Regions from separate parts of the Mus musculus genome. Here all the other regions are linked to region 5. A link is a contact called in public Hi-C, HiChIP or PLAC-seq, Micro-C and promoter capture Hi-C data. All regions are on one chromosome and are shown on one strand. The core of a region is the stretch at or near the end of the contact, and the rest is flanking DNA. Distances in the headings are between cores, read along the strand shown. Region 1 overlaps Ncoa3 (nuclear receptor coactivator 3). Region 2 has its middle 26 kb from the start of Platr29. Region 3 holds the start of Ube2v1 (ubiquitin-conjugating enzyme E2 variant 1). Region 4 overlaps Ncoa3 (nuclear receptor coactivator 3). Region 5 holds the start of Cse1l (chromosome segregation 1-like (S. cerevisiae)). Region 6 holds the start of Spata2 (spermatogenesis associated 2). Region 7 holds the start of Sulf2 (sulfatase 2).

Evidence for each region. Promoter capture Hi-C pulls out the DNA fragments that hold promoters and counts their contacts. Hi-C and Micro-C count contacts between places; a contact is called where the count stands out from the background. HiChIP or PLAC-seq counts read pairs in DNA pulled down with a chosen protein or histone mark.
Region 1: a contact with region 5 is called in a promoter capture Hi-C map of stem cell-derived epiblast-like cells, with 4 times the contacts expected there. The contact joins the enhancer-like site here to the promoter of Cse1l in region 5. A contact is called at or near these places in 9 of 39 promoter capture datasets (3T3-L1-derived adipocytes, the HPC-7 cell line, cranial neural crest and 6 more), 3 of 115 datasets of contacts at active chromatin or transcription factors (astrocytes, embryonic forebrain and large pre-B cells) and 1 of 9 other capture datasets (embryonic stem cells).
Region 2: a Hi-C map of B cells shows a contact between it and region 5, with 9 read pairs. The contact joins the enhancer-like site here to the promoter of Cse1l in region 5. A contact is called at or near these places in 1 of 39 promoter capture datasets (embryonic stem cells), 1 of 484 Hi-C or Micro-C datasets (B cells) and 1 of 9 other capture datasets (macrophages).
Region 3: a contact with region 5 is called in a Micro-C map of embryonic stem cells, with 4 times the contacts expected there. The contact joins the promoter of Ube2v1 here to the promoter of Cse1l in region 5. A contact is called at or near these places in 2 of 39 promoter capture datasets (erythroid cells and liver) and 3 of 484 Hi-C or Micro-C datasets (CD4 T cells, embryonic stem cells and myocytes).
Region 4: an H3K27ac HiChIP or PLAC-seq map of microglia shows a contact between it and region 5, with 10 times the contacts expected there. The contact joins the enhancer-like site here to the promoter of Cse1l in region 5. A contact is called at or near these places in 3 of 39 promoter capture datasets (cranial neural crest, liver and pre-B cells) and 4 of 115 datasets of contacts at active chromatin or transcription factors (astrocytes, embryonic stem cells, microglia and 1 more).
Region 6: a contact with region 5 is called in a promoter capture Hi-C map of liver, with 4 times the contacts expected there. The contact joins the promoter of Spata2 here to the promoter of Cse1l in region 5. A contact is called at or near these places in 4 of 39 promoter capture datasets (frontonasal cranial neural crest, liver and pre-B cells) and 2 of 115 datasets of contacts at active chromatin or transcription factors (microglia and pancreatic cancer cells).
Region 7: a contact with region 5 is called in a promoter capture Hi-C map of embryonic stem cells, with 3 times the contacts expected there. The contact joins the promoter of Sulf2 here to the promoter of Cse1l in region 5. A contact is called at or near these places in 2 of 39 promoter capture datasets (embryonic stem cells and stem cell-derived epiblast-like cells), 6 of 115 datasets of contacts at active chromatin or transcription factors (astrocytes, bone marrow-derived macrophages, embryonic stem cells and 1 more) and 1 of 9 other capture datasets (liver).

Annotation. Positions count from the first base shown.
Region 1 is chr2:166,065,253-166,069,299 of GRCm38.p6, reverse strand. Ncoa3 (nuclear receptor coactivator 3) reads right to left here. Exons shown (of 23, transcript NM_008679.3): 18 at 3,249-3,542; 19 at 1,655-1,738; 20 at 752-971; 21 at 1-95. Among named protein-coding and RNA genes, the nearest start is that of Gm52534, 53 kb to the left of the region's middle. Within about 2 kb of position 2,674, at least 5 of the 459 cell types and tissues checked have an H3K27ac peak or open chromatin away from gene starts, as enhancers often do. A contact at or near this core is called in embryonic stem cells and stem cell-derived epiblast-like cells, where this site is marked.
Region 2 is chr2:165,953,410-165,957,598 of GRCm38.p6, reverse strand. No RefSeq gene overlaps it. Among named protein-coding and RNA genes, the nearest start is that of Platr29, 26 kb to the left of the region's middle. Within about 2 kb of position 2,573, at least 133 of the 459 cell types and tissues checked have an H3K27ac peak or open chromatin away from gene starts, as enhancers often do. A contact at or near this core is called in B cells and macrophages, where this site is marked.
Region 3 is chr2:167,629,390-167,633,631 of GRCm38.p6, reverse strand. It overlaps Ube2v1 (ubiquitin-conjugating enzyme E2 variant 1), which reads left to right and starts at 1,627. Exons shown (of 4, transcript NM_023230.2): 1 at 1,627-1,692. The coding sequence starts at 1,671. Gm31852 (a long non-coding RNA gene) reads right to left here and starts at 1,158. Exons shown (of 3, transcript XR_375265.4): 1 at 799-1,158; 2 at 378-496.
Region 4 is chr2:166,028,965-166,032,733 of GRCm38.p6, reverse strand. The region is part of intron 1 of Ncoa3 (nuclear receptor coactivator 3); the gene reads right to left. Among named protein-coding and RNA genes, the nearest start is that of Ncoa3, 38 kb to the right of the region's middle. Within about 2 kb of position 2,278, at least 243 of the 459 cell types and tissues checked have an H3K27ac peak or open chromatin away from gene starts, as enhancers often do. A contact at or near this core is called in astrocytes, liver, microglia and 2 more, where this site is marked.
Region 5 is chr2:166,903,997-166,907,940 of GRCm38.p6, reverse strand. Cse1l (chromosome segregation 1-like (S. cerevisiae)) reads right to left here and starts at 1,845. Exons shown (of 25, transcript NM_023565.3): 1 at 1,764-1,845. Gm31204 (a long non-coding RNA gene) reads left to right here and starts at 647. Exons shown (of 3, transcript XR_866966.3): 1 at 647-2,362.
Region 6 is chr2:167,491,624-167,495,651 of GRCm38.p6, reverse strand. It overlaps Spata2 (spermatogenesis associated 2), which reads left to right and starts at 2,778. Exons shown (of 3, transcript NM_170756.2): 1 at 2,778-2,893. It also overlaps a transcript of Rnf114 not described here.
Region 7 is chr2:166,153,167-166,156,969 of GRCm38.p6, reverse strand. Sulf2 (sulfatase 2) reads left to right here and starts at 1,287. Exons shown (of 21, transcript NM_028072.5): 1 at 1,287-1,467.

The DNA.
Region 1 (4,047 bases), core at 1,425-3,924, 840 kb after region 5:
CATGGCATTCTGGGAAGGCCCCATTCTTGATGACATCATTGCACTGGGAGGACTCGAGCCTCGACCAAAGGCTGGCTCTGGTGGTTGTCCCATTCCTTAAAGAAATGAACAGAAATCAGTGTTCAAATGCAGCATCCATGGACTTTCAGCATCCTAGAATCACCAAAGATGGAGAAGGAAGGAGAAAAAAGGCTCCACGCCGATGCTCTGTCGTTCTTGCTTCTCACTAAGATGACAAAGTCATCAATTTAGTAAAAAAAAAAAAAAAAAAAAAAATGCCATCCAGGGCACCGTGGCGGGGCAGGGCTGCACTCTCTAACAACACATCTCTGTCCCAAAACCTCCCCAAAGGTGGGCCTGAAGCACCGCCTGCTTAATATAATCACAGTAAGTGCCCAAGTCACAGAAAAAAGGGATGGCGAAGCCCATACTGGGATCTGCCCCTCAAGCTTGAGTGTCCAGAGATATCACATGGGACATGAAGAACAGGCAAGAGGAAGGTTTATGTGATCTTTTTCAAATAAGGGGATGAGGGGGTTTGCAGGGGCTAAAAAAAAAAAAAAAAAAGTCCAGCTATGGGAACACACACTCCTTGCTTCTGCAGCACACTCCAGCTTCCTGCAGCTCCAGACAGTTTTCCTGGCAAACAAGATGGAGTGAGCGGTACTTTTGTTTTCACACTCAACGGAACTGGTGCAGCTTGGGGCCTTACTAACCCTACTTTGATAAGGGCACAATCTGACAGGTTTACCGTAATTTGCTGGATATGGAAACTGTTGTGGAGGGGCTTGCGGCATTGCTGAACCTGCCAAAACCCCGTCCATGCTGGGGGAGGCGGTGACGTTGGGAGGTGGGCTGAAGGCCTGAGGCTGTGGTTGTGACATCATCATCGCCATCCTCTGCTGCTGCAGGTGATGGCTCATCAGCTCTCGTTTCTGCTGGGCAGCCATTTGGGCATTAAAGAAAGCCTGCTGGTAGCCAAGAGACACACAATTAACTTCATTTCATAGCATCTCACAATACACCAGCTATGGACAAGAAAGAACAGAGTGCCCTCTCTGTAACTAAAGGGTAGTATACACAAGCGGTTCTTTACACCCGTGGCTTCCAAACGCTGCCCAGTGAGCGTCCTTCCTGTGCAGGGTCAGAGGCAGTCCCAGAATCCCAAAACACTAGGCAGTTATCTTACAACACAGCAGCTCATCACAAAGGGAATCAATCTGGGTGAGTTTACTGATGGTTGTAATCAAGTAGCCACTTCTCTCCAGCCCCTCATCACAGACAAAGCAGAGTGAGAGTGAAAGACCAAGTACAGGAGCTGGAGACATGGCTCAATTCCCACACCCACAAGGCTGCTCACAACCATCTGTACCTCCAGGTCCAGGAGATCTCATGTCCTTTTCTGGCCTCCACATGATACAGACATCCATGCAGATAACACACTCATAAACATTAATATATATATATATATATATATATATATATATATACACACACACACACACATATATATACATACATATATATATATAGAGAGAGAGACAGTGTGACAACCAATTCTTACAAAAACTTCAGAATTATTTAACAGGCATAGCTAAGGCCAGGCCGGGCGTGGGTCCCGCCTGGACTGGCCCCTTCTCTGCAGGGAACGTACCTGGGGCATCATGGGCCTCATCACAGCAGTGCCAGCAGGGTTCTCCATTTTCATTTCAAGTGCCTGCCGGCTCTGATTTAAAAACTGAACAGAGTTGGGTTAGTAGGTCAAGTGGAGCGTGTTAGTGAGCCCCAATCAGCTTTATACACTACCCCCACCCAGTGAGATCTCTCCAGACCCACCAAGCTAGGGAGCCACATTTAAACTGAATTGGTTCGTCGTCGTTTACATCCTGCAGAAGGAAGACAGCTCTACAGCTGAGAGCGTGCACAGTCCATCCACTGGACCAGATTCCTTTCCCAGCACCTACATGGTGGCTCAGTCACCACTGCCCCAGTTCTAGTGCACCTCACACCTCTGGCCTCTGCAGGCGTGCATGCGTGCGTGCGTGCGTGCGTGCGTGCGCGCGCAAACACGAACTGCACAGACACTATTAAAAATACAAGAAACCTTAAAAAAAAAAAAAAAATAGAAAAAAAGTTCGCAGGACAGAGTTCCTGGACAGCGACATTGGCGCCGATTCCCTGCCTCGGTGTGAGGCTTAAACAACTGCAGCAGGAATGCAGTGTCAAGTTTCTCCAGGGACTGTTGCTCAGACAATCAAAATTACTCTGACTTGATCAGACACTAGTGAGCACTTAATAGAAAGGAGGACTAAGCTATAAAATAGTACCATGCGCACAGGCACAGAGCTTCCCCAGTTCTGAGCCTGCTGCAGGGGCTGCCATAGCCTGGCTCTGGCTTCCTGGGCTCTCCTACTCAGGTGACTCACTGCCACCTGGTAACAAGCACTCACCAGCCCGTGCAACCATACAAATATGCTTTAAAGCAACTGCAGATTAAGGAAAGAGGAGGGTGTGGATTCCCTAGAACTGAGGTTAGACAGTCAGTTGCCCACAGTAGGTGCCAGGAACTGAACACGGGTCCTCTGCAAGAGCAACAAGTGTTCTTAACCACTGAGCATGCCTCCGGCCCCAAAGTGCATCAAGAAGTGATTTCCATTAAAATACTGAGTCAACAGGGGTGCTTAACGCATTGCATGCCTGCAATCCCGGCAGGAGAGGTTGAGACAGAAGTGGTTACAAGTCCCCTAGACAATCATCAAGATCTTGTCTTTAAAACAAAAAGCTGAGGAAATGCCTTCCAAGGGCCATCAAGACACACTGCTCCTCCTGCTGTCCTGTCCTGTGTCAAACAGCTCACTGTGCTGTCCTAACTGGCCTGGAACTCACTCTGTAGACCAGGCTGACCCATGGAACTCACAGAGACCTGTGCTTCTTTCTGCCTCTCAAGTGCTAGGATTAACAGCATGCACTAAGCAAGGCTCTAAGAATTAAACTGGCTTGCCTGGCTTGCTTGGAAAGTACATTTACCCACTGAGCCATTTTGCCACTGCTAATGTTATAGCAAAGAATATACATATAGAAAGATACCCAAGTTTAATACACACTCCTTATCAAGGAACTGTCTGCATAAACAAAATCTTACAGAGAAGTGAAAGCAAAAGGGATTCCTTTAGTTAGCAAAGAGTGGAGAGCCGGTGGCAAGGGCCACGGAGAGCACAGCCTAAGAGCCCCTGACAGCCCGGTCTTACCTGCTGGCCCTGTAGCCTCTGCTGAAGCTGCATTCTCAGCTGCTTCGGGGTGTTGGTCCTTGGTCTCACGAGGCCGGCTCTAGGATGCATGCCTTGCAGAGGAAAGCTGCCTTGCTGGCTAATCTGACCCATCATAGAGTTAAACGATGGTGACTGTCCCTGAAGGTTAAAGCCTCCTTGAAGGGGAGGACCCTGAGCTGGGTATGTCTGTCCATATAGTGCAGCCTTCTGATCCATCATTACTGCTGCTTCTTGGCCTTGGAAAACATCCTGTTTGGACTCCAAAGCTTGTCCCTTAAACATCAAACACAAAGGAATGGTTAGCTACACCTGAGAAAGCAACCAAAAGCAAATGCTGCAAACAAGGGAAAAAATGTAAATCAGTACATGTGACCGGTGGTGGCTCAGAACCCAGATGCCTGAAGCTGCATCTGCACTGTGTCTTGTGTACTCCTGTGTAGTTCAGAACTCATGTCTGTAGAATGGGACAACCAAGTCTCAAAAGGATGGGAGAAAATGAATGGTGATTTGGTTGAAATGTAGTAATGAATGTAGGTAATTAGATTCTCTGGTTTTCAAACATCAAAAGAAAACCAGTGTAGGGCTGGTGAGATGGCTCAGTGGGTAAGAGCGCCCGACTGCTCTTCCAAAGGTCAGGAGCTCAAATCCCAGCAACCACATGGTGGCTCACAACCATCCGTAACGAAATCTGACTCCCTCTTCTGGAGTGTCTGAGGACAGCTACAGTGTACTTAGATATAATAAATAAATAAATCTTTAAAAAAAAAAAAACAAAAGA
Region 2 (4,189 bases), core at 1,324-3,823, 950 kb after region 5:
TTCGTGTTACCAGGGAGCTTGGGGCCTCCTTTCATAGGTTCTTAGTCCCCTTGATGCAAATTTTTAAAAAGAATTTGGAAGGACTTAAGGACCAGCATGTAGAGTCCAGGAGAGTTTGGAGGAGAGGCAGGCTGCAAAGCTCGGCAGCTGCCAGGAGGAAGTAGGTGGAAAGGGAGAGGAGAGAAAGCCACATCTTTAAAATTACAGTCCAAGAAGGCGCAGGCTCCGAGATGGAGGCAAGCAAACAGCTGTGTGGCAGAAGTGGGGTCTTCAGAAAAAGAGTGAAAATGTCCAGAGGGTCACGAAAGGAGATACGTACTCAGAAAGGGAGAGGAGCCGGGTGCAGTGGTGCTCACCTTCTGTCCGCAGGAGGCAGGACAGGTTCTCTATGATTTTAAAGCCAACCTGGTCTGCATAATAGAATTCCAAGCCAGACTACATAGTAAGACCCCGTGACCTAGAATTTCTGACATTCTCGGCTCTGGTTCTAGTGTGCTAGGATCCTGGTTGTGTGCTACTTCTTCCTCCTCCTCCTCCTCTTCCTCCTCCTCCTCTTGTCTCCTCTTCTGTCTCCTCTTCCTTCTCCTCCTCTTCCTCCTCTTGCTCCTCCTTTCCCTCCTCCTTCTTTATTCCAAACAGGTTGGGGCTATGCTGTTCAGGCTGGCTTAGAACTCACTATGTAGCCCACGCTAGACTTGAATCTGCTATGAACCTTCTGCCTCAGCTTCTCCTGCCCACTCCCTACTCCCATCTTCGCTATGTAATCCTAGACTGATCTCAAGCTGGTGACCCTCGCTCTTCCTGGTGCTGGGATTACAGGTGTGTGCCAGCACATCCCATGGGTGCTCGTTTCTTCATGTGTTGGGCAAATCCTAGAAGTAGAATTGTTGGGTCAGAAGGAAATCTCATTTGTCATTTTGACAGAATTTGTCACATCAACTCCAGGATGATCACATCAATTTACATATCTTCCTGCCAGCCGAGAAAGAAAGCGAGTGCTTCTCAGAACAGGCGCTGGCTGGCTGCTATCAGACCTTGTGATCTTTGTCAAACTGGTTAAAATAATATGCCGCCATAATTTTCATTTTCCTCTCTCGCTCAGTGTGAGCAGATTGGTTCCCTAGAGCTCAGATGACAGATGATCTCAAACCTGGTGACTTTAAACCACAGAAATGAGTCCTTTTGCCGTTCTGAAGACAAAAGACAGAAATGAAGGTTTCTGCAGAACTGGGTTGCTTCGAACTCTCTGGGGAGAGGTACTCCAGCCCACCTCTGTCTCTGGGGTTTGCTAGAAATGCTGGGTGTATTGATTCCTCAACCTCACCCCACCCCCACCAGGGCTTTTCCTCTGTCTTCCCCAGGCCTCTCTCCTGTGTGTCTATGACTCTGAATTTTATCTTGATCTCACTTTGCAGCCCAAGCTACTTTTTAAAAAAATTATTTATTTATTCTATGTAAGTACACTGTAGCTGTCTTCACACACTACATAAGAGGGAGTCAGATCTTGCTACGGATGGCTGTGAGCCACCATATGGTTGCTGGGATTTGAACTCAGGACCTTCAGAAGCTTCTCTTTAATCCCAGCACTCGGGAGGCAGAGGCAGGCGGATTTCTGAGTTCGAGGCCAGCCTGGTCTACAGCGTGAGTTCCAGGACAGCCAGGGCTATACAGAGAAACCCTGTCTGGAAAAGCCAAAAATAAAAAAAAAAAAAAGAAAAGAAAGAAAGGAAGGAAGGAAGGAAGGAAGGGAGAGAGAGAGAGAGAGAGAGAGAGAGAGAGAGAGAGAGAGAGAGAGAGAGAGAGAGAGAGAGAAAGAAAGAAAGAAAAAGAAAAGTTAGAAGAAAGAGTCCCGAGAGTCAAGGAAGGCTCCGAGAAGGAGGCTTTGGTTTCCTGGCCTTCCTCTGTACATATGTGTACATATGTGTGGCTGTGCGTTTGTGCACATGTGTGCTTTCCTGTGCAAGGTCAGAAGGTGTCAGAAGTCCTGGAACTGGAGCTGGAGTGAGCCACCCAAAGGGCCCGTTGACTTCGAAGAGATTTGCCCATCTCTGCCTTCCCCACGGTATAATTACAGGCTTGAGTCACAGAACATGCTCAGGGCATGGCGGCAAAGGCAAGAGGGTCTGAGTCGAAGGCCTTCCTCAGCTCAGAATGGGGAGTTTAAGAGGAATCTAGGCTACAGGAGACTCTTTTCTCAAAACAAATGGAAGAAGACAGTTTTCTTTCTTCTCTCTTTCTCCAGTAGATTTTAAAATATTAGGCACTGGGCTAGGAAGATGGCTAAGTGTGTAAAGTTCTTGCTGCTGAACCTGGCGGGCTGAGTTCAGTCCCTAGGACCCACACTGTAGGAGAGAACTGACTTCCACGCGTTTTCCGAGCGCTCCATGAACACTGTAGTGTGTGCGTGCGAAAACACAAGCAGATAAATTAATAAAGTGTGAAAGAATAAGCGTTAAATATATACCACTCAGTGTGCAATCTAAACAGCTTATCTAAGCAGCTGCGCCCCGACCGCGCCTTCTTCTCCCCGTGCTCCACTTCCGCACCCCTCTAACTTTAACCCCGGTCACTGTCTCGGCGCCGGAAGATGAAGTAGCCATAAATAACTCTTCTGTGAATTCTTCCACAGGAAGTTCAGCCTGATCTGATCCTGCTTGTCAGCGATGAAGAGAAAACAAACTGCCAGGAGGCCCACCCCAGGGTTTCTCCGACGGAGAGGACTTGAGGAGGCCGTAACAGCTATGAGGACCCTTCAGTGTTACCGGAAAAATAAAACCGTGAAGGCTCGGAGGCTGAGCAGTGCTCCTGCCGGTTGGGAGAGAGATCCTGGTTTTGATACTAGAAAGCATAGTAAAATTGATAATTTGGTCTAGCAAAATGGCTCAGTGGTAAAGGTGCCCATTTACAACCCTGCTGGCCCAACCCGAGTTCGATCCCAGAGTCCCTAAAAGTGGAGCTCTGAGTTCTGTATGTATGTGTGTGTTCTCACTATGTAGCCCAGGCTGGCTTCAAACTTGCTATGTAGCAGAGGCTGACACAGCTCACAAAGTCTCTCTCTCTCCTCCTACCTCTACCTGTTGAGTCCTGGGCTTATAGTCAATCAGTTCTAGGTTTTGTACTGTGTTAGGAAGGAGGAAATAACAGAGGGAGACAAGCCAGGTGTTGTGGCGCACGCCTTTAATCCCAGCACTTGGGAGGCAGAGGCAGGTGGATTTCTGAGTTCAAGGCAAGCCTGGTCTACAGAGTGAGTTCTAGGACAGCCAGGGCTACACAGAGAAACCCTGTCTCGGAAAACAAACAAACAAACAAACAAACCAATAAACAAAAACCAGAGGGAGACAAACAGATGTTTCCCCAATCAACCTGTCATGGTGAAACCATGGCTCCCAAAACCAAGGAGTCCCGAAGACAAAGTCAACTGGTATTTAGTGGCTTGATGACTCTGTTAGTTAGCACTGTGCTAACTGGCCAGACTTTGTGACTCTAAATAAGTTACTAAACTTCTTGTGCCTCAGATTTCCCATCAGTAAGTGGGACAGTAATAATACTGTCTATATGACACATGATATGTTATACATAGCAAGCATCATATATGGAGTTCATATGTACATATGTAATAAAGCAGTAAATACACATGTGAAGTATCAGTGTGTACAGTGTATATACATGCAAATCATAAATCATACATCACAGGCCGGGCGTGGTGGCGCACGTCTTTAATCCCAGCACTCGGGAGGCAGAGGCAGGCGGATTTCTGAGTTCCAGGCCAGCCTGGTCTACAAAGTAAGGCCCAGGACAGCCAGGGCTATACAGAGAAACCCGGTCTCGAAAAACCAAAAAATCAATCAATCAATCAATCAATCAATCATACATCACATATAGTATCTAGGTGTGGTGGCTCATGCCTGTATCCCAGTTCTTAGGAGGCCGAGGCAGGAGAGTTGTCATGATTTCCAGGTGGGTGCTAGGCTAGTCTCATCTACATGAACCCAGTATAATCGTAATATATGTAATAGATGATAGACAAAGCCCAGGTTGTTCTGAAATTTGCTAGGCTGGCCTAGAACTCAAAGGGTTCCCCTTGTTTTTGCCTCCCCAGTACTGGGATTAAAAGTGTTCACCCCATACTTGACATTTCGGGGCTTTGTTCATTTGTTTTTGTTTTGTTTTTGGACATAAAGTCTCCCTA
Region 3 (4,242 bases), core at 378-2,877, 730 kb before region 5:
ATGTGACATGTGAAGCAAAGGCAAGCTATATGGCAAGCAGCTGGAACTCCTGGCATCTCAAGAGCCTCCAGAGACGATTACAATAGGAGAGCCCAAAGGCTCTGAGGACAGGGAGACCATGTGAGGTTCCAGCAGCCTCGAGAAGAGGCAGAGACACGCTAGAGAGGCCCTGCATGTGTCATAAGGTCAAGGCTAGAGTGAGGCTGTCGTAGTATTGTGGACTCAAACCTGCAGACACTTCGGCAAGCAGGTACAATATTGGGAAACAGGGAAAGCCTTCATAAATACAAGGCCACAGACACGTCACGGCCCCCAGCATAGCCCCAGCCCCGGGAGCAGAGCCTCAGTGTATTGTGCACTCACCCTTCCCAGTTTACCTAGAGACCTGGTTCCCTCTGTTCTGTGGGACAGACTCCTAGGCTGGTGTGCATCTTCTGCAGGACGGTAGTTCTGAGCTTACCACGTACTTCCTCAAGAGGAAATGCAGTGGAGCTACCTAGAATACACCAAACAGATGACAAATGGAATGTTCCAGGAATGTCTCCAGCTTCCTTGCCCCTCTGCTGTCCCTCTTAGCAGTATAATCTGCAGCCTATCTGGCTACTTCATCCTCGATTTCCAAGTCCCCTTAAGGGTTTCACATCAAAGGTGGCTTTGTGATGGGTTTACTCTATATGCAGACAAGTGTCTTCAGACCTTTGCAGGAGGCCTTTTCTGATTCTTCCTGGTGCCCTTTATAGGTTTGTCCCCTATCTTATCATAGGTAAAATGTATATTTATCTATTTATATTGGCTTACTTGTTCTCTGTCCAACTAGAATGTAGCAATTGAGAAGAGAATCTCATTTCGTGGAGACATTGCCATGTCCGGCACCAAGCACAGTTCTCCCACATAATTCCATCTCTAAGAAGAACTCTAAAACACAAGCCTGCAACCCCAGCATGAGGCAGAAGCCGAAGAATCAGACAGCCAAGGTCATCCTCTGTATAGTGGGCTCTTGGACAGCTGAGTTGAGAGCATGTCTCGAACAAAACCCCTAAACAAACAAACAAACAAACAAACAAGCAGAATGCATGTCTCAAGGTTGGTGGTTCTCAAGCCCCTAGCTGCACCTTGTCCCTACATGCTTCAGGCCCCAGAACAGCAACAGTGCCGGAAACAAGATTGTACTGGCCCACAATTTGACGCATTCAGGCCTTTCGGTGTTATTTTTCTCCATATACCCCATAACAAAGATCATCTGGCTTGGGGTCAAATTCTGACTCAGCTACTTAGCAGTTGAGTTGAACTTCATCTCTCGCGGTTTCATTTTCGCTACGTGGTGAGGACACAGGGGGACGGAAACAGCCTGGGAACAGGCGCGGGGCTCCACAGCCCTTCCCCCCCATTCTATTCTCCCGGAAGCGCACGGTCACCCCGGGGCCCTCGAGCCGAGCACCTGCACGCCTCCCCCGCGCTCGGGCTGGGCGGGGCTTGCAGGTTGCCCCGCCCTCATGCTCGCTCACTGAAGACTCGGGCAAAGCCCTTCCCGCCCGGCTCCTGCGACCCCGAGCGGGCGTCAGCGGCACCGTTTGCGGCTGCGCCTACACCTGCGCCTGCGCACTAGCGCCCGGAGAAAAACTCAAGGGGGGGTGAAGAAGGGGCCGGCCTTCGAGCGACAGCGACGCAAGATGGCAGCCACCACAGGCTCGGGTGAGCGGGGGCGCCGGGCGTGCTGGCGGACGGGGCGCGGGCTCCCTGGGCTTGGTCCCGGTCTAGCGGAGGCCATGGTGGCCGGGACAGGGCTCCGCGCTGTCCCTGCGGCTGCGTTTGGCTGCTCGGCCGGGCCTGGGACCATCAGGCGGCGGCCGGAAGCCCGGGCGGGGGCAGCCGGGCCGTGGGCGGTGCGGCCAAGCCGGAGGCTCGGGCGCCTCCGGGGGGCGGGGGGTGGGGGAGAGGCCGGCAGAGGGGCCGAGTGTGCTCGGGAATGCCCGGGCGAGGTCCCGCTGGGAGCTGGCCCGGGCGACTGGGAGCCGGGAATGCCCGGCGGGGGTACGCGGGCGCAACCCTAGGGAACACGCACGGAGCCTCGCGGGCCGCAGGCGAGGCCGCCGGGGCCCCGCGTCAATTTAGGGTCGGGGCTGCTCTCATCGTGGTGGTCGCTTCCCAGGGAAATCCGGGCACCTGCACGGGCTGAGCCCGGGCGTTCTGCCGTGGGAGCAGGCCTGGGTTGCAGAGACCAGGGATAGGTTTCAGAAGGCGCGCTGGGAGCCGAGCGCCGCGTTGGATGGGCACGAGCAGGTGCCTAGGAAGCCCTGGTGTGTGTGTCGGGGGGTGGGGTGGGGTCTGTTGGGGCGTGTCGCCATTGGGAAGGCTCCTGCAGTGGGGAGAATGGGATGGGGTGCAGTCCCGCAGATGCTGCTTTTAGAGAAGAAAAACCTCTTCCTGCGGGGAGCGGATGGAGGAAGTGCCTGTCACTCCTAATCCTTCTGCGAATTGGGGGAAAATATGTGGGTTCAACTCAGAAACTCTCCATTATCTGGATGGGTAGGAGAGGAGCAGTGAAATGAGAGCCCTTGGATCAAATGGAAGGGATAGCAAGAGGGTAAAGGGGATGCTCTTAGGGGAGAAGCTCTTGTCGGTCTCTGATGGGCTAAGAAGAGAAGGCCAGATGGGGAGACCCGAAGGGTCTGCTGCCTTAGAACCGGCAACCTGTACTTGATTATGAGCCATGGACTCTGGCAGGCTAGAGAAGGTGGAGTGGGTTTGGTGAAGGAGATCCCCCGGGGTCTGGGAAGGCATGGGAGTCTGCTTTTCCAATGAAGGATTCAGGAGAGAGTGGGTGCTCCCTTCTGGTGTGGGGCTATATCCTCGGGAGTCTGTTGGTGGAGGTGAGCAAGGGGTAAGGACAGGCCACCAGCCTAGGCACTGGTGTTTTGGGGCTGTGAGGCCACCAGAGGAGATGTTGTGGGGTGGGAAGCAGAGAGGTGCTGCCTGCAGTGACCCACCACACAGTGCCTGGTGTGTCCTGGAGAAGACTGCGGAGCCAAGTCAGTCCATTTCCTGACAAACACATGGCGGTGGGCACTTGGGAAGACCCAGTCTGCCACAGGCTGTACTGGGGTGGGATGCAGGGTATCTCGCAGAGAGGTGCCAGGCAGCCAGTACTGGGGTGGCCCTACCAGTCAGCACTGCTTGTCCTTGCTTTAGGACATCTCAGGATCCGGTTTGACAGCCACTTCTAACTTCTGAGGCCCTGCCCGTGCCTCAGGAGTGCAGATAGAAACAGCAGCTCAGCAGCAGCTGCTGTGTACAGAATCCAGAAGAGTTTGGGCTGGGTGAGGCTCAGTGCTAGAGTGATCTGACCAGCAAGTCGGAGGCCCTGGATTCCATCCCTAGCTCCATGAAAAGAAGGAAGCGCACATAGCACAGCTTAGATAGCATAGGAAGGCTTTAGGGAACCCAGAAACAGGCGTTCCTCAGCGCCTGTCTAGTCCACAGATGGTTCCTGGGGCCTCTTGTGTCCTGTTACTAGTAGCAGACAAGGTAGACAGAGCACTGTCTTTAGGTTTCATTCAAACCAGACAGAAGGCCATTCAGGATGGAAATAAAGTGACTCCAAAAAGCAGGAAGTGCTCTGAAGAAAATTGTGTGCTGTGATGAGCGAGTCTGATGAGGAGGGGGCAGGCTTCTCTCAGGGCCAACCCTGGAACTGAGACCAGTGGTGGGAAGAGCAAGGCCTGTGGCCGTGGGAAAGTACCATCGGTGCGGTGGGGACACTTGTGTTGAAAGATGAGATTAAAGGCCATGGGGCAGTAAGGTGGCCCAGCAGACAAAAGGCCCTTGGCGAGCCTTGGGACCTGAGCTTGATCTCCACATGGTTGGAGGAAAGAACGGCTTCCACAGTTGCCCGCCGCCCTCCACTTGTGCCCCTCCCGTAACAAAGGACCTTAGTAATGAGATGGAGAGAGAAGACTTTGGGCTTTACTAAGTGCAAGGGGGAGCCATGGAACAGATGCCTGCTATGAGCAGCATTGAGTGTTTGGTTGATGAATGAATGAATGCCTTGAAGAGAATGATGAATGGTGAGCTCTGACTTGAGCCCCAAGGCATCAGGAGACTGCAGTGGTGAGAGTGGAAGCAGGACCTTCGTTAAACTTGGTGCTTAGTCTCCTCTCCCTGCTACAACCTTCAGGTGTGCTCAGGCCTTGGGCCGCCTGTAGACTGAGCCTGGTCATTAATCTGTGCCCTGGTTACCAGGAA
Region 4 (3,769 bases), core at 1,029-3,528, 880 kb after region 5:
GCCCAACAGTGGATCCCGTTCCTCTAACCGGGCTGCCTTGTCTGGCCTCAATGGGAGATGTGCCTAGTCCTGCAGTGACCTGATGTGCCAAGGTGGGTTGATAACAAGGGATGGGGGGGGGGGGGGGGGCTTCTCCCTTATCAGAGAAGGGGAAGCAGGGGAATGGGAGAACTATGTGAGGAAGGACTGGGAGGAGGTAGGGGGCTGCAATCGAGATGTAAGATAGATAGATAGGTAGATAGATACATAGATAGATACATAGATAGATACATAGATAGATAGATAGATAGATAGATAGATAGATAGATAGATAGATAGATAGGGAGAAATGTGAAATTAAGACAAATTCACAGCTGCTTATCTCTGCCAAAAATAACTAGTGGAATCAGACAATTTCTGCACATATTACCTAGATTTACAATCAAAATGCCCGTTAACGCCTCACACTGAAAAGCAAGAGGCAAGCATCTGCAATCCAAAAACTGCCAAGGCCAAGGCTTAGTCCAAAGCCAGCCTGGGCTATATAGGTAAGCCTGGGCTATATAGGTAAGCCTGGGCTATATAGGTAAGCCTGGGCTATATAGGTAAGTCCTCTCCCAAAAATAAATTGTGACTTGAAGACATAGAGGGCTTGCCAACATGTACAAAAAACTGGGTTCGATCTTAGGACCACCCCACCCCCGAAAAAGGCAAATGGGATTAACAGACAGTTTAGAGAATGTTTTTATTCATTCGTATGTGAGTGTGCCTGTTCGTGTGCGCCCCATCACAGAAATGGTGAAGTCAGAAAAGAACCTCCAGATACTTATTCTCTCAGCCACCATGGGGCCCCAGCCCAGCCTTGGCAGCAAACTCCTTTACCCACTAATCCAACTCCAATAATACGTATATAATGTTGGGCATCTAAAAGACAGGATACATAAACGAAATGAATGAAGGTAACTAAAAGTGAAAGTTTTTAGCTCAGCACAGCCGGATGTGATGCCATGCATTTTCTCAAACACACACTACATGTAGCCTCAGAGGGGGACCAAAAAAAGGGGGGGGGTAAATAAAACTTTTAAAAAATGCTGGGTGTGTTGGCACATGCCTTTAATTCCAACATCAGGCCAGCCAGTTTACACAGTGGGACATTACCTCAGGAGAACTGAGTTGCGGGGCACAGCGTTCTGCATCTGAGCAGCTAAGGAAAGAGCACAGAAGCCTAGTGGCAGTAGTCTATGAACTGGCCTCACCTCTTTGCTGAGCTTAAGTTAGTAAGGACCTAGTTACAGAAAGGAAGCTGGCTTGTCAGCAAGCTGCTTGCAGCTGCTTGCTCTACAGCTCCTCCCTCCCTCCTTCTCTCCCTCTCTCCCTCTGTCTCACCCACTCTCTCCCTCTCTGAAAAGCTAAGTCCTGCAGGATCACACAAAATAAATACAGGCAAAGGGGGTGGGAGTGGGGGTGGAGGTGAGCAGGCTCCACCAGTAGAAGGCTTTCCACAGGAACTGCTACAGGGTCAAAAGTTTACAGTGGTTTCAATTTCACCTTTTAGCAGCCAATCAGCAAATGAGACTGTGCTGACCCTCGGGCTGCAGGAGCGTTAACTCCCTGGCTACCAGAACTGCTGCTGCCGTTCCTCCTGGCTTCTCTTAAGAAGAAAAGGGGTGTTTGTTTGTTTGTTTGTTTGTTTTTAAAGGGGGCAGCGGACACCCTAAGTTCAGGTGACTGATTTGTGCAGAAAAATGATTTGATAATTATCCCCTTTCTCCTTCAATTCAAGGTTTCTTTATCTTAGAGCATCCAACAAACCAACTGATAATGATATAAAGACAAAGAAATAATTGGGGTATGTTAGGAAAATATTTTCTTCCATGACGCTTGAATTCTACCAACAACCTAAAGAACTGATAGGAGATGATACCCGTTTAGTTCCCTGTGAATGCTTTGAAAAGAGACTCGATAATGAAGGCTGTCAATTAAAGTGTTTAGGCTCTGACTCCCTCAGGTCACTGATACAACTCTTTTCACAAGAGGCGGCTACAGAAATACAGCTAGAGCTTCTCAGGGGCCATGTGTGTCCTCATGTTCTCGCCAACCCCCCAGGACCCAGTGCAGCCTCCGCCTGGAACAAACTGGAAAGCAAAGCCTTTCAGCAGAGCTGGCCTCCTGATTGCTCTTTCATATAAACGTCCTACAAATGCAAAAACTCAATACGCTGATCCATCACCACTGCTCTCAGAGTTCTGTGCTGACAGTGGGCAGGGCCAAGATGGAGAGGACAGGGCAGGCACAACAACATCCCACCCCGGCCCCCATTTCCCCTTCTCTCTCCTCCTCCCCAGGGCAATAAGGAAGCAGGACATTGACGCCCGAGAGCTTGAAGCCAGCATGGTAATTTGGGGTTGTTTCGGTTTTGGTCTTTGGGGTTTTGGTTTTTTTTTTTCTTTTTTTTTTTTTTTTTTGCGTGTTTTTTTTTAAAGGGATGGTTATGGGAGGGAATTTAAGACAATCTCTCTCTAAAGTCCCAAATGGTGGAAAAAGCAGCAATCCTCCTGCCCCAGCCTCAAAGTCCTAGGCTTACAAGTGTGAGACACCATTCCTTGAAGCCCACAAGACAAGGAGGAAACAGCTGTACAAACTCTCCTATGGAAATGACCTAGTAAATCCTAATTTATAGATTAGGTAACATATACCAACTGGTTGAATATTAGCAGTTTTACAAGTTTAGATTTGAGACCCATATAGGCACCGCCATCGGCTACTAAAACGATCCCGTATAGGATAGTAGGTTCTGTCCAAAGTGAGATCATCAAATACCAGCTATTTCTGAAATGCAATTGGTAACCAATAAATTATAATGCATCACTTACTATACAGCAACCAGAGGCCCAGAGTACAGCATAGTGTCTTCATTACACAGAAACTCTATAGTGCATCTTGATATACATGTTTCAGACCATGAATAAAATCAATATTATAATTTCAAGTTGAAAAAAAGATAGAATTAATTTTCTAATAATAACTTCCAAACCCCCATGATATAATTTTATGGCTATAATTCTAATTTTAAAATACATCTAGTTTGTTCTTTTTGCCATGGCTTACAGAAGCGTGTGCATGCACGTTTAATTTGAAGAATCTTCTCTTTTTACAGGATGGCCTCATTGCACAGGAAAATGGATGCGACAAAATTCTATATCAAGTCAGCATGTTAGCAAGAATCTTTTCTATGTGTTCTGAATTTGATTAATTCGAGCCAAGGTCACTTCCTGAACAATGCCTGCCACTGCAGCTGCAGGCAAAGGCTGGCATGAGGCTGGGAGGAGAAAGAGGGTGGGGATGTTTATTTACTAAGAAGCAAATGGGTTCCATTTCCACACAGTTATCTTGGCAAGAAAAAGACTGGCAAGCTCCTGGGATCCTGGTACATAAAGATGAAAAATATCTCTATTTTTTACATAGAAATGTAATTCAATGAGCATAATGTTCATGTCAACGTTATATCTAAAAGGTCCTCCCAGATAATGTGCAAAAACCATTAACCACTTAAAATGATACAAATAATGCCAGACAGCAAGGTAAACCGAACTGGCAAGTACACAGTGACCCTAACTTGTACAAAAGGAAGATAAGGTCTTACAGACCACAGACTCATGGTTCCCTTGACCAACACCAGGAAAGGCCTAACTCAAGAGTAAAAAATCCAAAACTTATTATTTTCTAAATAAAATAATTCATAAAAATTTATCCTGACATGCAATTGAATTTTTACCTCAGCATTATGCAA
Region 5 (3,944 bases), core at 596-3,095:
TCATTTCTCTGCTTCCACTCTGTATCAAACCCAAACTTACACGGCCACAAAGTCCTGCACCAGCTCTTCTTCCCACCACTTGACTTGGATTTTCCTAAGACGCCCCGAATTCCAAGTGAGTTTCTGTCCTTGAGTTTTTGTTTCTTGTTCACCTCACCTTTCCCTGGTTAGTCTCTGCTCAAACGCCACCTCTTCACCTGTCACCTCTGTCACGACCTGAAATACCTGAACTCACTCACGGACTCCTCCAATTAGAACGTGAGCTCCCTAAAGAGAGACACCTTGTCCACTTGTGATTCTTCACTATATTCCCAGGGTTTCATAGAATGAGATATTAAACAAATAAGGCAATAAATCAATTCCACAGTTAAAAGCACTGCTCTCTCAACCAATTCCTGTCTAGAGACTGGCTTCCCAAAGCCCAACTAGAACACCAAACAGCCAGAGGGGAGAAAATTCCTTTGCACAAATGGAAAAGTGAAGAAGAGTTGAGTGTGGTAGCCTACACTTGTAGAAAGATAACGCTCTAAGTCTAGCCTGGGCTATGAAAGACCCTTTATCCAAAATAAATAGATAGACAGACAGACAGATACCTTCCATGTCTTCATAAAATAACAGAGCATTCACCATGTGGCTCTCATACATGGGACCCAGCAATAAAAAGTTATCCTTAAAGATAACTCAGAGCAGATGAGAACCGTGAGAAACAAGCAGTAGTTACTACATATAAGGTCAATGCTACAGGACACATAAACGTGGGTGATGTGGCCATCGCAGTGAGAACTGAGAACTCCTCCCTAAGAAGGGAACTTGAAAGGCAGGGAGGGAGGCAGCCCCGCCAAGATCTGAGGTCAGCTGCTTCTAACATCACGAAAGCTGGGGACTTAGCATACAGGACGGGACTATGAATACTTAAAAGAGCCGGTCATGGAGGCGACAGTGCTTATGGAGAGACGAATGGCCATGGTCAGCAGTTCAGGCGAGCCCTCTGGGAAACACAGCCTGCAGTCAGCGGAACCTTCAAGCCACTTAACCGAATATGCAAGTGAAGAATCGTAAGTTTGAGGAGAGGGTAAAAATGCCATTTCAGTGGAAGAGATTGTTCAACACGTGAGGGAGCACGGTTTCCACGCCCAGCATCACCTAATTATTTAAAAACTAGGAAATTCGTAGAGAGGCAAGGACTAGCTCTGAATTACACTCCTAGGGAAAGACGGAGTGTGCGTGGGGACAGATTATCTAACTGGAAAGCCGGCGAGCCCCAGGCAGGGGAACACCATTCGCCTGTAGGTTCCTTAGGTCCTAGGGACACGAACGTCACAGCCAGCTGAAACCCGAGGGCCAAGTCCACTCTGGCGGAGGCCAAAGCCCCGCGAAGTCAGAGTGGGCGATCTCCGGCCTCTTTTAGAACCAGGGACCCAGACCGGCTCGGCCAGGTCAGGCCTCGGCGCGGAACAGCGCTCACGCTGCGGGCCCCGGCGCGCCGAGAACGGACGCGCGGGCTTGACCAATCCGCGGACGCCTACGCGGCGGCGCGACCAATCCCAGCAACGCTGGAAGGGAAGGGGCGGGAGCTCGAGAAGCTCGCGTGAGGCCGAGCCCCAAGCTGCCCCAGCTTCCCGGAGCGGTCAGGCCCGACCCAGAGGCGGCGTGCGGGGAAGACCAGGCGCGCGTCCTCGGGCTGAGGCCCAGATCCACCTCCCAGCGATCGGCCCCTCCCTCAGCCGCGTCCCCGCGGCCACCCTGCTCGCTCCATGCCTCACCTCGTGGGGACGCCGAGACCGAGGAGGGAATCCCAAGCGAGAGCTGCAGCCGACACTACCCCACTCCAGCCGCTGCTCCGCCTCACATTCAAACCCTGGCAAAATGGCGCGGCGGCTAAGGTGGCGGCCACTGCGCATGTGCGAGTGAGACCGGGACGCGGGGTGGAGCCAGGAATGCTTTGGCCCCACCCCGGCTGCGAGGGCCAATCGGAACCATTGCTCGGGTCTGCGGTGACGTCACAAGAGACCGTGCCTTTTGACGCAGGCTTCTGTTTTGGGTTTCTTTCCTCAGACCCTAGCAGGTTCTGCGAGTGGCTCCTAGTGGCTTCTAACTGTTGGATGGAACGTGCTCGTTCACGCCTGAGCGAAGGGACAGAGCAGAGCGTCTGTTCTAGGACAAATAGAATAAACGAATGAGTAAGAATTTCAAGCTAGGGGATAGCACGCTTGGTTAAGCAAGTGATAGCTGCGCAAGGAAGAAGACGGGAGTTCGAATCCCCAGCACCCACATAAAAGCCAGCCTGACTACAATTCCGTACCTGGGGAGGCAGACACAGGAAGATCGCTGGGGCTTACTGGCCGGCCTGTCTAGCTAATTGGTGAGCTTCTGTTTCCATAAGAGATCCAGCCTTGAAAACTAAGAGAGCAATGGATGAAGACACCCACATTCATTCACTCACACACACATGATTTCAGAAGCTGAAGGCGATGGCTCATGCTTGTTACCACTTGGCACTTGGGAGGCAGAAGCAAGACAATCGCCATTTATTTAAGCCCAGCATGGTCTACACAGAGGCCAGGCATAGCTACACAGTGAGATCCTTTCTCAAAAAAAAATTTTTTTTTTCAGACGACGATGTAGTTGGTGGCAACTTAAAGGTAACTGGGATGTTCATTTGACCCTTGAACAAGAGAAATCTTATCTTTTCAAAAGCCAGGAGACAGTTGTGTGACTGTACGCCTCGCAAGCAAAGAAAGGTGAAGGTCTAGAAGCAGGTTTTTGATCAAGACTGAAGCCTAGTGTTCTGTAGTAAGACCGGGCTGAAGAAGCCAGCTTAGCTTGCCTTCTCTGTTCCTCTCTGCTACAAGCTTACCCCACTTTACTGCACTGATATGTGTTCCTTCCTGTCTCTGGGTCCAGGAGTAGCTGGCTCACTTTGCGTTTTAGCCAGTAAAGGACAGGCTGCCTAGCTTGCCATGAATTCCAGGTCACAAACACTCATTTTCATAATCGATACTTCATGGGAACGCTTACCCTCAAAAGCATGCATTGTTTATGTAAGGTTCTCATTAAACTGTTTTTTTTTTTAAGATTTATTTATTTGTTATATGTAAGTACACTGTAGCTGTCTTCAGACACTCCAGAAGAGGGCATCAGATTTCATTACGGATGGTTGTGAGCCACCATGTGGTTGCTGGGATTTGAACTCAGGACCTTCAGAAGAGCAGCCGGTGCTCTTAACCACTGAGCCATCTCGCCAGCCCTAAACTGGGTTTTCTGTATCTTACCTGGTTGGCTTGACTTCATTCTATCATCCTGAGTTAATTTATGTAACAGGAGGGGTGCGTGGGTGCCATGGTAGCTGTGTGAGGTCAGGTCTCACCAGCTTGTGGGTCCCAGGGATTGAACCCTGGCCCTCAGTCTTGGCAGCAAGTGCTTCTACCCTCAGCCCTCCTCCTCATGCTGTCTGCAAGGCGTGTGAGTTTCTTGTGTTTCTTCTACACAAGAGCTTAAGTCTTACTGCTCTTCTTTATAGCCGTGCCTCCAACACTCAGCACACCCCAGCTGCTCAGTAAAGATGTTCTGGGGTTTTTTGTTTGATTGGTTTGGTTTGCTTATGACTTCTCGAGACAGGGTTTTTCTGTGTAGCTGTCGCTGTCCTGGAAGACAGAGCTGTAGACTAGGCTGGTCTCGAACTCACAGAGATCTGGTTGACTCCATCTCCCAAATGTTGGGATTAAAGATGTGCCACTGCCACCACCACCAGGCTCTGTTGCTAGGTAATTTTTTTTTAGATTTATTTATTTATTACGTATACAATATTCTGCCCGCATGTATGCCTGCATGCCTGAAGAGGGCACCAGATCTCATTGTGGATGGTTATGAGCCACCATGTGGTTGCTGGGAAATTGAACTCAGGACCTCTGGAAGAGCAGACAGTGCTCTTAACCTCTGAGCCA
Region 6 (4,028 bases), core at 1,529-4,028, 590 kb before region 5:
AGGTGCTGGGTAGGGCATCTACAGCCTGGTATCAGGGATGGGGAGGCCAGAGGGATGAAAAAGCGAGATGTAGTGGTGCGCACCTTTAATCCCAGTACTCAGGAGGCAGAGGCAGGTGGCTCTCTCTGAGTTTGAGCCTAGCCTGGTCTACAGAGTGAGTTCCAGGCAGGACAGCCAGGGCTACAGAGAGACTGTCTTGAAAAAAAGAAAAAAACCAAAAGTCCAGTCAATGACAAATGATGCTTAATGTCTTACATTTTAAAACTTATTTTGTAGCTGGGTAGTGGTGGTGCATGCCTTTAATCCCAGCACTTGGGAGGCAGAGGCAGGCAGATTTCTGAGTTCGAGGCCAGCCTGGTCTACAGAGTGAGTTCCTGGACAGCCAGGGCTACACAGAGAAACCCTCTCTCACAAAAACAACAAAAAATTATTTTGTGTGTATGAACATTTTTTTTTTTTTGGTCTGAATGTATGTCTGTGCACCACATGTGTGCAATGCCCTCAGAGGCCAGCCAGCCAGCGGGTGTCTAATTCCCTGGGTCTGGCATGTGGATCTGGGGAACCCAGGTCCTCTGCAGTTCATCTCAGGGAGTTGCCACTAAATGTGGCAATTAGGGGTTTAGAGAAAGCTGTGAAGAGTCAGGTGGCAAGCTGTCAGCAGGTGTAGACTGTGCAGGTCCTGCAGGAAAATCAGCGATTGTTTTGCCCACCTGGTTTCCATGATTAGGGAACTAAAACTCCAGCTTCATTCAGGAGATAAGAGGCAGGCTGAGCTCCACGAGTCGAAGAGTAGCCTGGACTGCAAATGAGTTCCAGGCCAGCAGGTTAACACCAAGCTCTTGACTGACCTAGACTACCCATCTCTAACATCAAGTCCTTTAGGGCCTTGGTGCCTGTGCTCACTGTGAACTAAGCAGTTTCTATTATTATTATTTTAAAGATTTATGAGTGTACACCTGCATGCCAGAAGAGGGCATCAGATCCCATTATAGATGGCTATGAGCTTCTTCATGTGGTTGCTGGGAATTGAACTCAAGACCTCTGGAACCGCAGGCAGTGCTCTTAACCACTGAGCCATCTCTCCAGCCCCACTAAGTAGTTTCTTTTTTTTTTAATTTTTAAAAATGATTTATTTACTTATTTTATGTATATGAGTACACTGTAGCTGTACAGATGGTTGTGAGCCATCTTGTGGTTGCTGGGAATTGAACTCAGGACCTCTGCTCACTCTGGCCCAAAGATTTATTTATTATTATATGTAAGTACACTAGCTGTCTTCAAGACACACCAGAAGAGGGCATCAGATCTCATTACGGATGGTTGTGAGCCACCATGTGGTTGCTCAAATTTGAACTAAGGACCTTCCAAAGAGCAGTCATTGCTCTTAACCACTGAGCCATCTCTCCGGCCAACTAAGCAGTTTCTTTTCTTTTCTTTTCTTTTTTTTTTTTTCTTTTTGGTTTTTTTGAGACAGGGTTTCTCTGTATAGCCGTGGCTGTCCTGGAACTCACTCTGTAGACCAGGCTGGCCTCGAACTCAGAGATCTGCCTGCCTCTGCCTCCCAAGTGCTGGGATTAAAGGCATGCACCACCACTGCCTGGCTAGCAGTTTCTATGTAATTCATTCTGGCTACATCTCACCAGGGAGCTGGTATTATTATTGTTGTTGTTGCTATTGCTTTTAGCAGGTATTATGATGCAGGTCAGAGACTAAGTGGCAAGATCAAGGACACACTGCTAGTAGCCAGTTAAGTCCACACTGGGTGTCTCCCCACCCTCTTTTTTTCCTTGTTTGGAATGGAACCCAGGAAATACACACAATCTAGACAAGGGTTCTAGGACTGGGCTGCAGCTCCAACCTTTTATTTATTTATTTATTTTTTTGAGGGAGGAGCTCGATAAGTTACTCACCCTAGCTTTAAACTCACACTCCTCCTGACTCAGCTTTCCAAATAGTTAGGATTACAGAACCACACAGTGAGGTCGTCTATGAATTAATAGGAATCTACTATTTCCATTAATAATAATAATGCCCAGTTATTACTTGAGAAAGAGTTTCCCTATGTAGCAATTTCCTTTTACCTATATGAGCATGTTGCCTGAATCTACCTATGTGCATCACGTACATGCCAGATAACCGTGGAGGTGAGAGGTCAGATCCGCTGGTACTGGTGTTAATGGATGGTTGTAACCCGCCACGTGGGTGCTGGGAACGGAACCCAGGTACTCTGCAAGCAACAAGTGCAAACTGCAGAGCCCTCTCCTAAGCCTTTTTGACCCCGCCACCCCACCCCACCGGCATCCTTAACCTCCATAGCCAGCAGTAACACCCAAGGCCCTCTCCAGTCTCGCATGACCTCCGTCGTTCCTTCATTGAAATGGGATCGCAGGTCTTCCTGTCAGTCCGGGCTCTCCAGCACTGTCCTGACCAAGGGGAAGTTGATGAGGTGAAAAAAAACCCCAAGAAAACAAAAACCAATCTCCCCGCTCGCTCAGCAACCTGTTTCCATGACAACCCGGCCAGCCAGCGTCGGTGAAGCTCCGCGCGTCACTTCCAGTTAATTTGCTTCCGGGTTCCGCTCGTGCCTCCCCGCGGTCCCTAGGAGTGAGGTCCGGTTCTACGGAGAAGCGCTTGCCCTCCGCCTACTGCCGCCGCCTCTCCGTTCCTCGCGTACACCAGCTCGCCACAGGCTTCCGCCGCTCACGCCTGGGCCCAGCGCGCAGCCGCGATCCAGCCTTCCTCAGGGCCCGCCTTCGTGCGTCACTTCCGGAACAAATACTTCCGGGCTGCTTTTGCCCCCGGTACTGTTCTCGGTTCCCGGAGCCGGCGGGAGCGGCCGGGCCGTGTGGGCCTGTGCTTTGGAGGCGCTCGCTTTCCTGGCAGGCAGCGGTGGGTGAGTGCGGGTGGGGCAGGAGGGTGGACCCCTGCGCGCGCTGTCACCGGCCAGGCCCTCGGCTCTGTCCCGCGGCCGCGGCGGCTCCGGGCGGCTGGTCGCAGCACTGGCTCCCCGGTGATGGCACACGCGCCCCCGGCGCCCCCGGCGCCCCCGGGGGCAGGCACCGCGCTATGGCTCTCAGTAGGGAGGGGAGGCTGATCTAGCTTTGGATTTACCGAGTGACCTTGGCTGAGTCGCTCTGCTTCGGGATCCTTGGTCTCCCGGTCTATGGAGGAGGGACGCGGCGGCCTTCCGGGCCCGCGGTGGGCGTGGAAAGAGGACCCGGGTGTTGCACGGTGTCGGGGTGCAGCAGCGATGTTATGACAGGTCCCGGTATTTCAGTGACAGACGGAGGGGCGTTTGCGAGAGCTTGCCCAGTTTGTGCGATGCCCTGGGTTCTGACCCTAGTCCCCAGCACCACCGACAAAAGACACCACCAGTGGGAACTCCTTCCTTTGAGCTTGGGCGTTTTCCCCGCTGCCATGTCGGTCAGAGGAAGACGGCTCGCAGAGCTTGGAGTAGCCGCCACAGGTTTACATTCCCTGTAGAGAGGGGACTTGGCTCCCTTCAGAACCGAGAGAGGCTCTCCGGGGAGGGAAGCCAGGCTCCAGCACAGCCAAGGTTGTTTTCAGAGCTTTGGAAGGCCCCGGTGGCAGTGTTTCTGTAGGCTAGTAGGGGTGTAGGGCCCTTGTATTGTTTTACAGCCAGTAGGAGATGCCAGGGGTGGATCTGGGAGCCTCTTGCTTAGAATGAATGCATAGAGGTTGGGAGGAGGGAACGGTGGTAGAGCCACATCCCTGATCCTGTGTGGAGACTGAAGCTGGATCAGGGATGTGTAAACATGTAGTTGGAGAACTGGGACCCAAATAGCATGTGCCAGTATAGAGAGGGAATGCATTTCAGCGTTGCCACGGGGCTTATTTTTCTTGAGTGGGCCAGCAAAGATAAAGGTGAACCATTGCTCTCCTTCCCGGATTATTTTGGTTCTGTTTAGCTGAATTTTAAATGCGTTCAGCTTTCCACACTGGGTCCTGGCGACTGTGCGCCAGCCTCGTCTTCACTGAATTGCTTTACAAAGGGGCCCAGATAAGTG
Region 7 (3,803 bases), core at 38-2,537, 750 kb after region 5:
GTTGCAGAAAAAGAGAAGGATACAAAAAGATCAAGTGTATACATTGTTGTTGCTTCGTGTGCTTCTGAGACAGTATCACTATATAGAAAGTTTGACTTTGGGTGATCCTCCTGCCTCAGCCTTCCCAGTGCAGGCATCACAGATGTGGGCCACGAGAATACTGTCTGAGTTGACCCTATAAGGATATATAAATTAATCAATTTAATTATTCAATTAAATGTCTGGGATGTTGAAACTGATTACACCTGCTTTTCTATCTGTTTTATTGGTTTATTTTCTGAGATTTTTTTCCTTTTGTTTTGTTTTGTTTTGTTTTGTTTTGTTTTAATAGGGTCTCCTGGACCTCCAACTGGTCTTAATCACCCTGTGTGTAGATAAGGGTGACCTTGAATTTTTTATTTTCCTGCCTTTGCCTCCCAAGAGCTGGGATTGCAGGCGTGCACCAGCACTGTACATTTGATGTTTGTTTGTGTGTTTGTGCTTTCTAATGAAGTTCTCAGAATCTCAAGGATGGGAGCCCTCTGCCCCAAGCATCCAATGAACAGCGCTGCAGGGGCCCAGCCCCTTCTCATGCAGCACTGAGACTGGAATGCCTGGGGGTGGGGTGGAGGGTGGGGGGGGGGGTTCATGAAAGCGAATACTCACGCCTAACATCCTGTATCCAGCCAGGACTCTACACTAGCCAAAGGTGGGGCTTGCCCCCGGCTTAGGAAAGCAAGTTCAGGGTTAGTACAACGACTGTATGGGCGGAGTCGAGAGCCCCCCACGCAGTCCAGACAACCCGCTTGAATTTTAGATAAACAGCGAGGACGTGATTTTAGTGCATCTCCATCGGTGCCCTGTTATTTTTACTACGTGAATTTGACAAACGCTATCCATCAGAAAACTAGAAAAATCCCACCAGGGGAAGGAGGATCTTGAAAATAAGCGCAGCCTGGGGGGTCAGATACAACTCCGGAGCTCAGCTTCTTGGGTTCAGATCCTGATCCAACTATCTGACCTTGGGCCAATAACTTAACGGCTCTGTCTTGATTTCAGTATCTATAAATGGATGAACATCTTGGAAGACTTTCAGGGGTTACGTTTCCATCCGAGGCCCGCCCCGTTCCACCGCAGGGTCGATAACCCCCTAGCACATCAGCTGTACTTTCTGAAGCTACTGGTGGGCTCTGTGAGGCTCTTCACCCACCCTTGGCAGCCAGGGCCCCCTCAAGCCTCTGGTGGCTTCGGGGACGGCAGAAACCGCGCAGACAGCACCACCTGGAGTCAGAGTTCTCCCTTTACCAAGGGAACCGGCCTCCCCTTTCTTTCCCATTCCCGGCCCATGTCTGGGCAACGCTTCTGCTTTCGCTTGAGCTCAACTTAATTTCTCAGAGAGCTTCGGAGACGCGTGGGAAGGTCCCAGGCGCGTGGGCAGTTCCTCCCGCGATCTAGCTTGGGGATCGGCCCGAGCCGGCGTCTCCAATGGCAAGTGTGTGCGTGTGTGTTTAGAGGCGAGCGCGGGGCTTTCAGCTAAGGCTGCCGGGTGTTTGCAAACCAGGGCGAGCCCCTGTGAAAGCGGATAAAAGAAAACATTTATTAACGTGTCATTACGAGGGGCAGCGCCGGGCCGGGGCTGTCGCACGCCTCAGGGAACACTTGGCTCCTCGCTGCTGGGAGGGAGGAGGACGAAAAAGCGGAAAGAGGCTGGATTCTCTGCGCGCCAGCCCGGGGGCCTGATCCATGGCCCTCGCGACTTCGCGCCGGTGTCTGGTGGACTAAGAGATGCGCCCCCGGTCCGAGTGGCACACACGCGCGCACACACGCACGCGCGGTCCCGGCTCGCCGGCAGCTCCCTGCTCAGCGCACATCAGCCTCAACTCCGCGCCCAGGGCGAGCGGGAGCGGGTGCGGGTGAGTGCGCCCCGGGCCCGCGAGGGTGCGCGCTCGGCGGCGGGAGCGCGGCCGGCCACCGGCTCGGCAGGCAGCAGGCCGGGAGCCGCCGGGACTTCGGGCCGGGGCGCGGGGCGGCCGCGGCGGCGGAGGTGAGGAGCGATGGCTGAATCGCCGGGTCCCCGGCGGGGCGGGAGGCGGCTGGGTCCTGGGTCCTGGCGCGCGCGGAGGCCGGGGCGGGCGGGGCGAAGCAGAAGCCGGGATGCCGCGGAGGCGGCTGGAGCAGCGGCAAGGCAGAGTCCCCTACGCCCCGCGGCCCGGCCCGGCTGCGGCAGAGACGCGGTGAGGCCGCGGGGGCCGCGCGGTGAGTGGGGCGCGGGGCCGGGCCCGGATCACAGATTCCAGGGCGAGCACGGTTCAGGTGAGCCCAGCCGGTCCCCGCTGCCCGGCTCAGGGAGGGTGTTACCCGGAGGTTTAGGTACCGGCCGGCCTCAGTGGGGCTGACCGATTTGACCCCGTCTGCAAGGCTGGGCGGCTAGGGGAGGACTTCCCGCGCCCCGGTGGTTCCCGGGGAAGGGCGCGTGGACCCGCGGGCTGCAGGAGCATGGCCCGGTTGACCCCTTGAGGTTTAGATCCAGAGGGCCAGCTAGAAGCCAGACCACGTGTGGCTTGTCCGGGCAGGACCCGAGCAAGCAGGGACTAGGAACTCGCAGAACGGAGGACAAATGAAATCGTAAAACTTCTCCCGCGCCAGGTCAGAACCCATCGCCCTGCAGACCTGCGTCCGCCGCGGGCTCCAGAAGCCCGGAGGGGACGCTGCAGCGGGGACTGCGACTTCGTTTAGAGAGTAGTAGTTCATTCATTCATTCATTCGACAAGCATTTGTGGCGCTCTGAGTGTACCAGGCACGGAGTGTCACCCAGGGAAGCGCGGATGGTAGTGTTAGTCCCTGCGAGGGCGGCTGGTGGCGAAAGGAGGCTCCAAGTGGGCAGATGGAAGGAGCCACCCGCGGGGCCATGGGTCTGCTTAGTGATCTCTGCCTGGAGGGGACCCTGAGAGCCTTGTCTCCCTACACAGAAGGACGCTCTGCACAGAGCATGGCTGTGGTGACCCCCGCCTTCCCCCTTCCCCCTCCCCACTTCCTGAAAGTTCTGATTGGCCCCACCCCTCCAGGACTGGCTCTCCTGCAGCTTGTTTTAATCACTTTTTGAGTTAAAAGTCAATATTTAATTAACCAAGTAATTACATTCAGCTTTCGTTTGAATCTGGATATTTGCTCTGTCTGTGGGGATGCCCGCCCTCTTCCCCCTTTCCATCTGTCCTTGCCTCTTTCCCACGGTGCACCCCCAGCTACTCTGGAGGTGACAGAGAGCAGGTGATGTTGGCTTTCCCTGGGGACACCCTGGATTTTGTTCACCTTGCAGTTCATGTGACCCGGTCCAGCTCCTTGCCCAGAGGGGATCAACTGAGATACAACCATTGATTAAAAGGGGTGGGAGTTCCCTAAACACCCCTCCCCCCAAGATTCTCCACCCAGCCTGGCTGGTCCCCAGGGAAATCAAAACAACCTGTTTCTATGTGGTTCAGTGTTGAAATCAGCAGTTTATTGAGGATAGTGTTAGCTTGGCCAATGGCATGATGAACCCGCTGTCCCTGCCCTGGGCTGAGGGTAGTGTGGCTTTGGACTTTGTGTAACCCTCTTGAGGGTTTTTTATTTGAATTTACAACACTTTCTGAAACCTTAATAGCATGTTAGGTTTTCAGGCTTAAAGTTTGCTGACTCAAGACTGGCCCCGAGGGAGAAACTCCAGGCACCCTTGTACAGTCTGTGTGCCTGCGTGGGACCCCCTGTCCCACATGGCCTTCATTCAAGGACCCCATCCCACAGACAGTTTCACTCTTGATGTTCCAAATGCCCTTTCACTTGGGAAT